Regions from separate parts of the Mus musculus genome. Here region 1 is linked to region 2. A link is a contact called in public Hi-C data. All regions are on one chromosome and are shown on one strand. The core of a region is the stretch at or near the end of the contact, and the rest is flanking DNA. Distances in the headings are between cores, read along the strand shown. Region 1 overlaps Prkaa2 (protein kinase, AMP-activated, alpha 2 catalytic subunit). Region 2 holds the start of Prkaa2 (protein kinase, AMP-activated, alpha 2 catalytic subunit).

The links. A called contact is a pair of places that touch in the nucleus more often than the background predicts.
Region 1: a contact with region 2 is called in a Hi-C map of cerebral cortex, with 2.0 times the contacts expected there. The contact joins the enhancer-like site here to the promoter of Prkaa2 in region 2. A contact is called at or near these places in 6 of 39 promoter capture datasets (the 3T3-L1 cell line, 3T3-L1-derived adipocytes, the C10 cell line and 2 more), 19 of 484 Hi-C or Micro-C datasets (the 3T3-L1 cell line, the C10 cell line, the HPC-7 cell line and 9 more), 4 of 115 datasets of contacts at active chromatin or transcription factors (PVALB interneurons, embryonic stem cells and extraembryonic endoderm stem cells) and 3 of 9 other capture datasets (adipose tissue, embryonic stem cells and pancreatic islet).

The regions. Positions count from the first base shown.
Region 1 is chr4:105,048,190-105,052,952 of GRCm38.p6, reverse strand. It overlaps Prkaa2 (protein kinase, AMP-activated, alpha 2 catalytic subunit), which reads left to right. Exons shown (of 9, transcript NM_178143.2): 3 at 944-1,037; 4 at 1,607-1,751; 5 at 3,532-3,619. Among named protein-coding and RNA genes, the nearest start is that of Gm52670, 31 kb to the right of the region's middle. Within about 2 kb of position 1,587, at least 7 of the 459 cell types and tissues checked have an H3K27ac peak or open chromatin away from gene starts, as enhancers often do. A contact at or near this core is called in PVALB interneurons, cerebral cortex and cortical neurons, where this site is marked.
Region 2 is chr4:105,107,148-105,111,769 of GRCm38.p6, reverse strand. Prkaa2 (protein kinase, AMP-activated, alpha 2 catalytic subunit) reads left to right here and starts at 1,872. Exons shown (of 9, transcript NM_178143.2): 1 at 1,872-2,065. The coding sequence starts at 1,972. Gm36893 (a long non-coding RNA gene) reads right to left here and starts at 1,872. Exons shown (of 2, transcript XR_376484.4): 1 at 1,582-1,872.

The sequences.
Region 1 (4,763 bases), core at 338-2,837, 59 kb after region 2:
AAGTGTTGAGACTTATTTAGTGATGTGTTTGTGTGTCAAGTTGACAAGGGGTCAATTGTACTGATTGGCTTTTTGTGTCAACTTGACACAGGCTGGAGTTATCACAGAGAAAGGAGCTTCAGTTGGGGGAGTGCCTACATGAGATCCAGCTGTGGGGCATATTCTCAATTAGTGATCAAGTGGGGAGGTCTCTTGTGGGTGGTGTCATCCCTGGGCTGGTAGTCTTGGGTTCATAAGAGAGCAGGCTGAGCTAAGCCAGGGGAAGCAAGCCAGTAAACAACATCCCTTCATGGCTTCTGAATCAGCTCCTGTATCCTGACCTGCTTGAGTTCCAGTCCTGACTTCCTTTGGTGATGAACAGCAATGTGGAAGTGTAAGCTGAATAAACCCTTTGCACCCCAACTTGCTTCTTGGTCATGATGTTTGTGCAGGAATAGAAACCCTGACTAAGACATGTAGTTTTCCATCTGCCCGTCTCTCTGATTGCTTCAGTATATAGCTTCCTTCTCGCCCCAGCCACTTTTAAGAAAGGATGATTTGTCGATCTACTGAATTTTGCTAAGTATTATATCTTTATGATATATTTTATATGTCTAAGAATATTCTAAGCATATAATACCTACCTTTATTGGCTAAACAAATTTTTGTTGAAATGGAAAAATGATTAACTATGTTTGTGAAGATTTGAAAGATAACAAGAATCTGTCAAGCAGAAATCTGAAGGGGAGTCTATAAGCCTCAGAAAGTGGGAGACTTGTAACCTCCTTCCATGCTTATGGCACTGGAGTTAGTTTGATAACATTGTAAAATCTGTTGCTGTCCTAGAATATTATACAAACATTAGAATATGAGTTGTAACAAGAATAGCAGATGGGGTTGGTTATTTGTAGGCACACCATTTTTTACTAACCTGCTTTTTTTTTTTTTTTTTATTCCCAACAAGCTACCAGGTGATCAGCACTCCGACAGACTTTTTTATGGTAATGGAATATGTGTCTGGAGGTGAATTGTTCGACTACATCTGCAAACATGGGCGGGTGAGTGACATATTTTCTAGGGTATCTTTTAGTCCCAAGCTAAGAGAGTGGAAGGAACTGGAAGGAACTAACCACAAACATATTTCCAGTGCTTTAATTGTTTCTGTAACATGGACTACATATACAGGACATATTTTCTTTCTTGAGAAATATGCCTTTTGTGTACTAATTTGGAAACTGTATTGCACTCAATCACCAAGTGATTCTTGTGCTTTTCACAGTCTGTTCTGTATAAAATCATCTTGAAGCTTCAATTATTTTCTTTTCATAGCATTTTCATGTAAGTTCTGTTTTAGTTGGTTTTGCTGACTCCTCCAAAACATTGTGCATATTTAATATTGGTTGAAAATTAAACATCATTGCCAAGCAGCCAAGCCAAAAAAATCCATCGAATACTATTTTGAGCTTTGGCAAGGTTTTAGCTGGTTTGCTTTGTCTGACTTGTTGGATTTCTAATTAGTTGATTTTAATTAGCCTGATCAGTTATATTTAGACTTGTTACAAAACTGAAGTGCATAATAAATGATGCCCCAGATAGTCTTGATGCAGCTTCTTTTCCTGCTTGCTAGGTTGAAGAGGTGGAAGCGCGCCGGCTCTTCCAGCAGATCCTGTCTGCCGTGGATTACTGTCACAGGCATATGGTTGTCCATAGGGACCTGAAGCCAGAGAATGTGCTGCTGGATGCCCAGATGAACGCTAAGATAGCTGACTTTGGTACGCCACTCCAGGGTTGCCCAGGGCTGTGTAGAACCTGTAAAACCGACCAGTATCCATTCACCCTCACAAATCCTGCACCACAAAAAGGGGTTGATTGCAGTTCACACTGGCCTATTTTGTTTATTTAAATCAACTTAAATAGTACTGAGGTTTCTAGAAGACAGATCCACTCAACATGCCTTTCCTCCTAAGGAAATGGTACCTATTTTATTTTATTTTATTTTGGGAGGGTGGTGGGTGCTGGGAAGAGAAGGAGTCCCAAATGCCTTTGACAAATGTGTTGATGCAGTAGATGCTTTCTGGTAAATGGACAAACAAGTGTGTGAACGTTTGTTCTTAGCTTTGAAAGCTTTGTGCTGCTTCTGAACTGAGCTTGGAAAGAAAGGCCTGTCAGTCTTAGGGCAGTATCTAATAACTTATGAGTAAATGGGACGTTAGTCCTTGGTAGGAGACAGGGTAAAAAGTACATTTTTAATCAGCATACACTTTCTGGCCTAAACACACCTGGAAAGGCTGCCCCAATGGATGTCTGAGGATAAGACAGGACTTGACCGTCATGAGAGCATCATGGAAGGTGTGCAGTTCAGGGTTGCATGCTGCAGGTTTTTATCTGTTTTGTACCTATCTTTTTTTTTTTCCTTCATTTTTTCCCCTCATCTCTCTTTTGCTCCAGCCCATAGGTTTTTTATTTGTTTCTCATTATGGATGGTTGTGAGCCACCATGTGGTTGCTGAGATTTGAACTCATGACTTCCCAAAGAGCAGTCAGTGCTCTTAACCACTAAGCCATCTCACCAGCCCTTGTACCTGTCTTTATTCTAGCTTTACCATTTCTTCTAGCAAGTAGTTCAGCTGGAGCTTTGCTTCAGAAGATTATTTTTACTATGTTGAACCAAAGCTCTCTAATTATAAACCTTTCCCAGGAAGTTGAAACAGGAGGCTCCACCTGGTAGCAGTGAGGCCCCATCTCCAAGGAAACCAGCCTGCTTATCAGCTGGAGCTGCTCTGCTGTCTAATTACAATAAAAAAAAAATTGACTTTTACTATGTATCCCTGGCTAGTCTGCAACTTGCTATGTAGACCATGCTGTCCTCAAACTCCCAGAGATCCTCCGTTCTATCTCCTGAGTGCTGGCACTAAAGATGTAATACCCAGCTACAACCTTTTAAGAAAGACTTTTAAAAGCAGTTTTTGTCTACTTGTTTGTTTTTTAAGTAGCAGCCTATATTTTATTTCTTCATATAGAGAAGTAGATAATACATGGTGCTTCTGTTTTTTAAAACAGTAATGTAATTTCAAATAGTCTTTTTTTTATTTTTGTAATGTGTGAAATGAGTCAAAGTTTTCATGTAGTGCAGTTCATTCCATCTACACATGTGGTTCTCTTCAGCGTTCAGTGTGAATGATGTGTGTTCTCTAAAATGATTTCTTTCTCGTCTAAAAGCAACTCTCTAATTAGTAACACACTAACTTAAAGATTTATGTGTGTGCCTCTGTGTGTGTGTGTGATGTCTGTAGGTATATATGTAAAAGAGTACAGATGTGCATATTGGTCAGAGGACAAGACTCCAGAGTCAGTTTTCTCTTATCTCCCTTTATGATCCATGGATTGAATTCAGGTTGTCAGCTTTGCCCACTGAGCCATCTCTCCACCCACCATTACATTTAAACATAAATAATGAATATGATTTCTGAAGCTTACAATAATTGAGAATTTTTATTATAGTTTTACCTATATCTTCCATATCCAGGATCTGATAAATTGCTTTCATTTTCAGGACTATCTAATATGATGTCAGATGGTGAATTTCTACGAACTAGCTGTGGATCGCCAAATTATGCAGCACCTGAGGTCATCTCAGGAAGGTAATAGTTTTAGAGATAAGTAGAGATTTTTGTGACCTTGCATCCATTTTAGTAATATTTAATTGTATTTCCTTTGGGAAAAGATTTTTCAACATAATAGAAACAGTTGTTCACATATTTTTTATTATAGGCAGAATAATTTTTTAAACTCCATGTAGGCATTCTAATGCATGCGTTTATGCATTTTGATTATAATACATATGTTCATGCATTTTTTTAATTGGTGAAGGCTAAGACAGATCTTATGCAATGTCTATTTTCTAGTCTAGAAAATGTCAGGTAGCTGTAAAGATTTGCTAACACTTAAGCCATTGGCTTTACTTACCAGACATAGTTATTTAAAAATAGTGTTTCACAGTCTCTAGGCAGTTGTTTTATATTCTGTCTCTGGAAGAGTGAAATTTGGGTGACACTATGATTTCAAGCAATTAAACTACACAAATGGAGACAGTGAAGTCTCTCGTGTAATTAGCTCAATGGTGCATTAGGAAATAGTTAGGGTCTGGTTGTATAAGTTAACAGACTGTGTTGAGAGAAGTACTGAGTAGGTGCTTACACATAGAGATTGTGTGAGTCTTAGTTCATCTGGGCTGCTGAAGAGCACCGTACACCATCCTAATGAACAACCGCAGTCTGCCTGTCCTAGCTCTGTAGCTCCACAAGGATTTGGTGTGTGTAGGGCCTATTCCTTGCAGCCCACTGTCTCTTACTGTAAGTGTGTGTGGTCAAAGGGTAATGGGATCTCTCTGAGATAGTCTTTTATAGGGCTTTGATGTTCTTTACAAGAGTTCCACCTCAGGGCCAGATCTCCCTGAAATAACCACTTCCTTTTACCACCAGTTTGAGGTTAGAATTTCACTGATCAGTTTTAGGGAACACATTGATTTAGTAAGGAGCTTGGGTGATGCAGCAACTAAGGTAAATTAGGGGCAGCACTCTAGTGAAACAGATTATGTTCTTTCCACTGGAGCTGTAGACATTTTTTTTTTTAACCTCAAACCAGAGTTTGATTTTGGAAATGTGCTATTGGGAATGTTAACATAGAAGAAGGGCAAGCCAAAAATAGTGAGAGGCATTGTGGTGCAGAGCCAAGTTGTCTGGATCTGAGCTGTCGGTAGCTGACTGTCCAATAAATTAACCAATG
Region 2 (4,622 bases), core at 623-3,122:
CACAGATGTTTGACTAACCTTTAATAATTTATCCCCAAACAGCAAATAATCCCTTTTCTTTGTGTTTCTAAATTATTTTTTTATGGGAAAAGCTGCAAGTATTTATGTTTTTTTTTTTTTAAGTATTTATGTTTTGAAGCACGTTTGTATGAGTGCAGGGAACTGCTAAATGGAAGTCACATGAGTCTTCATATTTCTGTATAGGAAGCAAATAATCTTCAGCTATGGCAAGGTCGGCTAACATTAAGTAAAGGGAGGGGAAGAGTGAGGGGAGCCGGGAGGAAGAGATTGCTTGCTCATAAGTGATTTGCCCACTGGTAACACTCTGGGCATGCTTTGGATTCCCTTTTATTATTATTATTATTATTTTTTACTTCCATCCTCAATACACTCATTTCTTTAATGTGTTTTTACATCATTTTGTTTCCCACAATTCTTTGATCCCTTCTGTGTTTTGTCTATGTTCTACATTTACCTGCACATGTAAATTATTTCCTATTTCTTTTAGTATTTCTCCCTTGTCCCGTATATAATGCATATCTACACACATGTATGCAAGTGCTGAAATATACTTAGGGCTGTGTCTATGATTTATTGGGAAATTTTGTTCAAATGAGTTAGAATTGAGAGTCCTGAAGAGAATGTCTTTTATCTCTATAACACGATTGTCTATATAACTGAATGAAGAAAAGAAATAAAAGGAGACCATAACTGCTCCTGGGTATGGTGGATGTGCTGGCTTGTCATATGGCAACTTGACACAAGGTCATCTGAAAGGAGGGAACCTCAACTGAGAAAATCCAGCTGTAAGGCTTAATTAGTGATTGGTGGGGAAGGGCCCATTGCGGGTGGTTCCATCCTTGCGCTGGTGGTCCTGGGGTCTGTAGGAAAACAGGCTGGACCAGCCCTGATGAGCCAACCAGTATGCAGCAACCCCTCCCCAACCCCCCATGGCCTCCGCATCAGCTCTTGCCTCCAGGTTCCATGCATTGAGTTCCTGTCCTGACTTCCTTCAATGATGAACAGTGCGGTGGAGGTGTAAAAAATAAACCCTGCCCTCCCCAACTTGCTTTCTGGTTATGGTGTTTTATCGCAACAATAAAAGCTTTAACTAACACAATGAGGAAGGCCTGTTATAGATAAAATGAACATACAGGCAGAAGCAGAGGCAGAGACACATGGTCAGACTCAGCAGGGCCATGTGAGGAGAGAGAGGGAGGGAGAGCAAGAGAGGAGCCAAGCCTAAGAGGGGTGGGTGGCCTGGGCTAAGAAACTGGCACAGCCAAAATGGCTGAATTATCTAGGGATCAGAGGACCTGAGGGAAGGGGCAGCTCAGTCCCCGGGCTGGAGAGTTCAGGGTAGGGGTCAGGGTATGCCAGGCAGGAGGACCCTATACCAGGTGGGGACTAAGGGATGCTGAGAGAACCAGCGTCACGTCACCTTTGCTATGTTAATGCTAGGCGTCTCCGTTGGCAGTTTGTCTGGGGGTTGAGACCTAACAATAACACGACCAGGAACTACAAAACAATGGGACGCCATCTGAAGAGGGTACGGACTAGAACGTTCCCAGACAAACAAACCTTGGCTAGGGGGAGCGTGCCAGGGGCTAGGGGCGGGCCGCCCTCTCCAGCGCCTTGCCCTCTGGTCCCGAGGCATGGCTCACGGTCTACACCCCGTCACCCCCACTTCTCCTCAGATTCTCCTTCCATCTCGGTCGCGCTCAGATTCATCCCTTCCATCTTCACCGCCCTGGGCTTTTCTCGGGACGCCTCGGCTCTGCTCCCCCAGCCTGCGTCCACACGCGCCGGGCTGCGCTCTCCCCACCGCGCCCCGGGCGTCCCCGTCCCGCCCCCCGGGCCCGCTGCACTGTGGGTAGGCGGCGGCGGCGGCGGTGGCGGCGGTAGCGGCGGCGGCAGCGGTAGCGGCGGCGGCGCTCAGAGCCCGCGGCAGGGGGAGCCCGTGCGCCGAACATGGCTGAGAAGCAGAAGCACGACGGGCGGGTGAAGATCGGACACTACGTCCTGGGGGACACCCTGGGCGTCGGCACCTTCGGCAAAGTGAAGAGTGAGTGCAGCGGCGCGGGCGGGCGGGCAGGCGCGAGCGAGGCCGGGTGGCAGGTGGAGCGCTCGCGGGCGAGCCCGGGGCACAAGCACCTGGAGCCGCAGCCCGGGCGTGGGTCCGGGGGGACCAGCGGTTATGGGGTGTGCCTTGGCGGGGGGTGCCTCCGAGCGCCCTGTCTTTTCTCTATGCCTCAGCTCGCTTGTCTGCAGAATTGGGCGATTGGCCCAGTCCGAAGGGCCCCGAAGCGTGGGGAGGATGGGGGAGTCACGGCGCCCGCCGCGAATTGGGAGGGGGTCTCCCACTGGTGCCAAGTGCTCTGCGTGGAGCCTCATCTGTGGTCACACTTAATCCTTAACGTGGCACCGGCCGGGTGCGGTCCTCACCTTAAAGGTGAGAGAACTCGAGCTCCAAGGCTTCAGAGACACGCCCAAGGTCACAGAGAATTGGCAGATTCAGGGTGAGGTCTAAGATGTCCTCCAATTTTGGCCTTGCTGATGAGGTCCCTGCCTTTCCCAGATTCTTCCCTGTCCCAGTCCTTTGATGGTGGAGTTGACCAGGGGCATGCCCATAGCAGAGAGGTGCCAAGTCCCTCTGCTGGGTGTGTGAAAACGCTGGAATGCAGCGGGTTGGACAGAGAATTTAGGAGAACCCCTAGCTCTGTAGGTTGATTGGTTCAAGGAAGGATTCTGTGGTCAGGGTCTGGGAGAAAATGTTGCTTGGTGATCGACTTTGGGTCCCCAAGAGGTCAGACTTGCTTAGGCAAGGGGTATGTTTGTTGGTGAAGGGACTGCTTTGGGGGTTTTGGAAAAAAACTGGTTGCTTTTGAAATGTCACACTGCACTAAACTAGTTAAGTATTAAACTTTGCTTTGCTTTCTTATTAGTTAATAAGAGTCACATGGGGTTTGATTACCCGTCCTTTTAACAGAACTACAGCTCTTGTTAAAAAAAATACTTGGTAGCAAGTTGGGAATTAAAAGTGAAACATTAGCCTTTTGTTGTTGTTGAATAAATATCGGGTAAGCAGTCTGGGGATTTTATGCTGAGGCTTATTTTCTACATTTTAACCTCCAGTGAAGGTTTGAATAGAAGGGAGAGACTCCTCATTCCTGCGAGGATTAACTCCTCTTGGTGTATCTAATACCGGTTTGTACAACTAGAAAACACTGAATGCTCTCACCACATGCGGGGAACTGTTCTGGGCAACGGAGTTCTAGGAAAGAGCAAAACCTGAGCTCTCCTGGGACTTACTCGCTATGAGGGAAAGACAATCAGAATACATGTGAAAAGTATATGGCCCCCTCCTATTGAGAAAGGAGAACAGGGGAAGGAAGGATGGAGCCTTTTGTGAGGTTGGCAGATTATATTAAGGTGCCACGTGGCCTCACGGAGTGGGTATTTTTGTAAAGACCTAAAATGTTTGTAAAATTCTTTGAAGTCTTGTGAAGTTGGGATCTTGTAAGAGTTGTGGATAGTTGGGAGATGATAATGATAGAGATTAGATAATGATGTTGCCACCATCTTTGCAGAGAACTGCTTTGCTGTGGCATTGCAAAGTTATGCAAACGGCTGCTTTGCCATTTAGGGTAAGTTATATAACTTAGCCTATATGCTTTCATGTTCTGCTAAGTGCTTTTGTTTGCGCTTGCTTTTTTTTTTTTCCTCTTGATGTAGAGTGGAATACCCGATCTGATTTCTCAGGCCATTGTCAAGGGATAGTTCGAAAATATTTGGTTATAGTCTCTGTCTGCTTCTAAGCGCCAGCTTCCTAAAATATAAATGGAGCAGAAGGGACCTTTGGCTTATGAGAAAAATCTTTTTCCTGGAGAACCCTGCTGGAACGAGCTGTTTGGATTTCTCCTGACCATTTTATCTTCCCTAAAGAGATATTCCCTATGTGGTGTGATAGTTACTATTAATTGTCAAATGCACACAAGGAAGAAACACCTAGGAAGGGAAGCTTAATGAAGAATTATTTAGATCCAGTTAGCTTCTGCGCATGCTCAAGTGGGAAGCCCTCCCCCATTCTGGGCAGTACTGTTCCCTGAGTTTGGGTCCTGCGCTCTGTTAAGTATAGAGGGATGGGCGAGCATGATGAGCAGGCCTGCCTGCATGTGTTCTCTCTCTCTGCTGGTGACCGAGGATGTGCTTCACGTTCCTGCCTTGACTTCCCTCAAACGGACTGTAGCCTGGAAACTGAATTAAAATAAACCCTTTCTTCCCTAAGTCACTTTTAGTTGGGGTGTTTTATGACAGAAATTAAGCTAGGTCAAGTGGGTTTGTAATCAATACAGCTGTAGTTGTTAAGTCAAGGGGCTGGTGAAACAAAGTATATGCGTATTAAGAATACATTTTAGGGCTGGAGAGATGGCCCAGTGGTTAAGAGCACAAACTGCTCTTCCAGAGGTCCTGAGTTCAATTCCCAGCAACCACATGGTGGCTCACAACCATGTAATGGGATCTGTTGCCCTCTTTTGGTGTGTCTGAAGACAGCTACAGCTCATATACATAAAACAAGTAAATCCTAAAACTTAAAAAAAAGAGTACATTTTAATTTATTA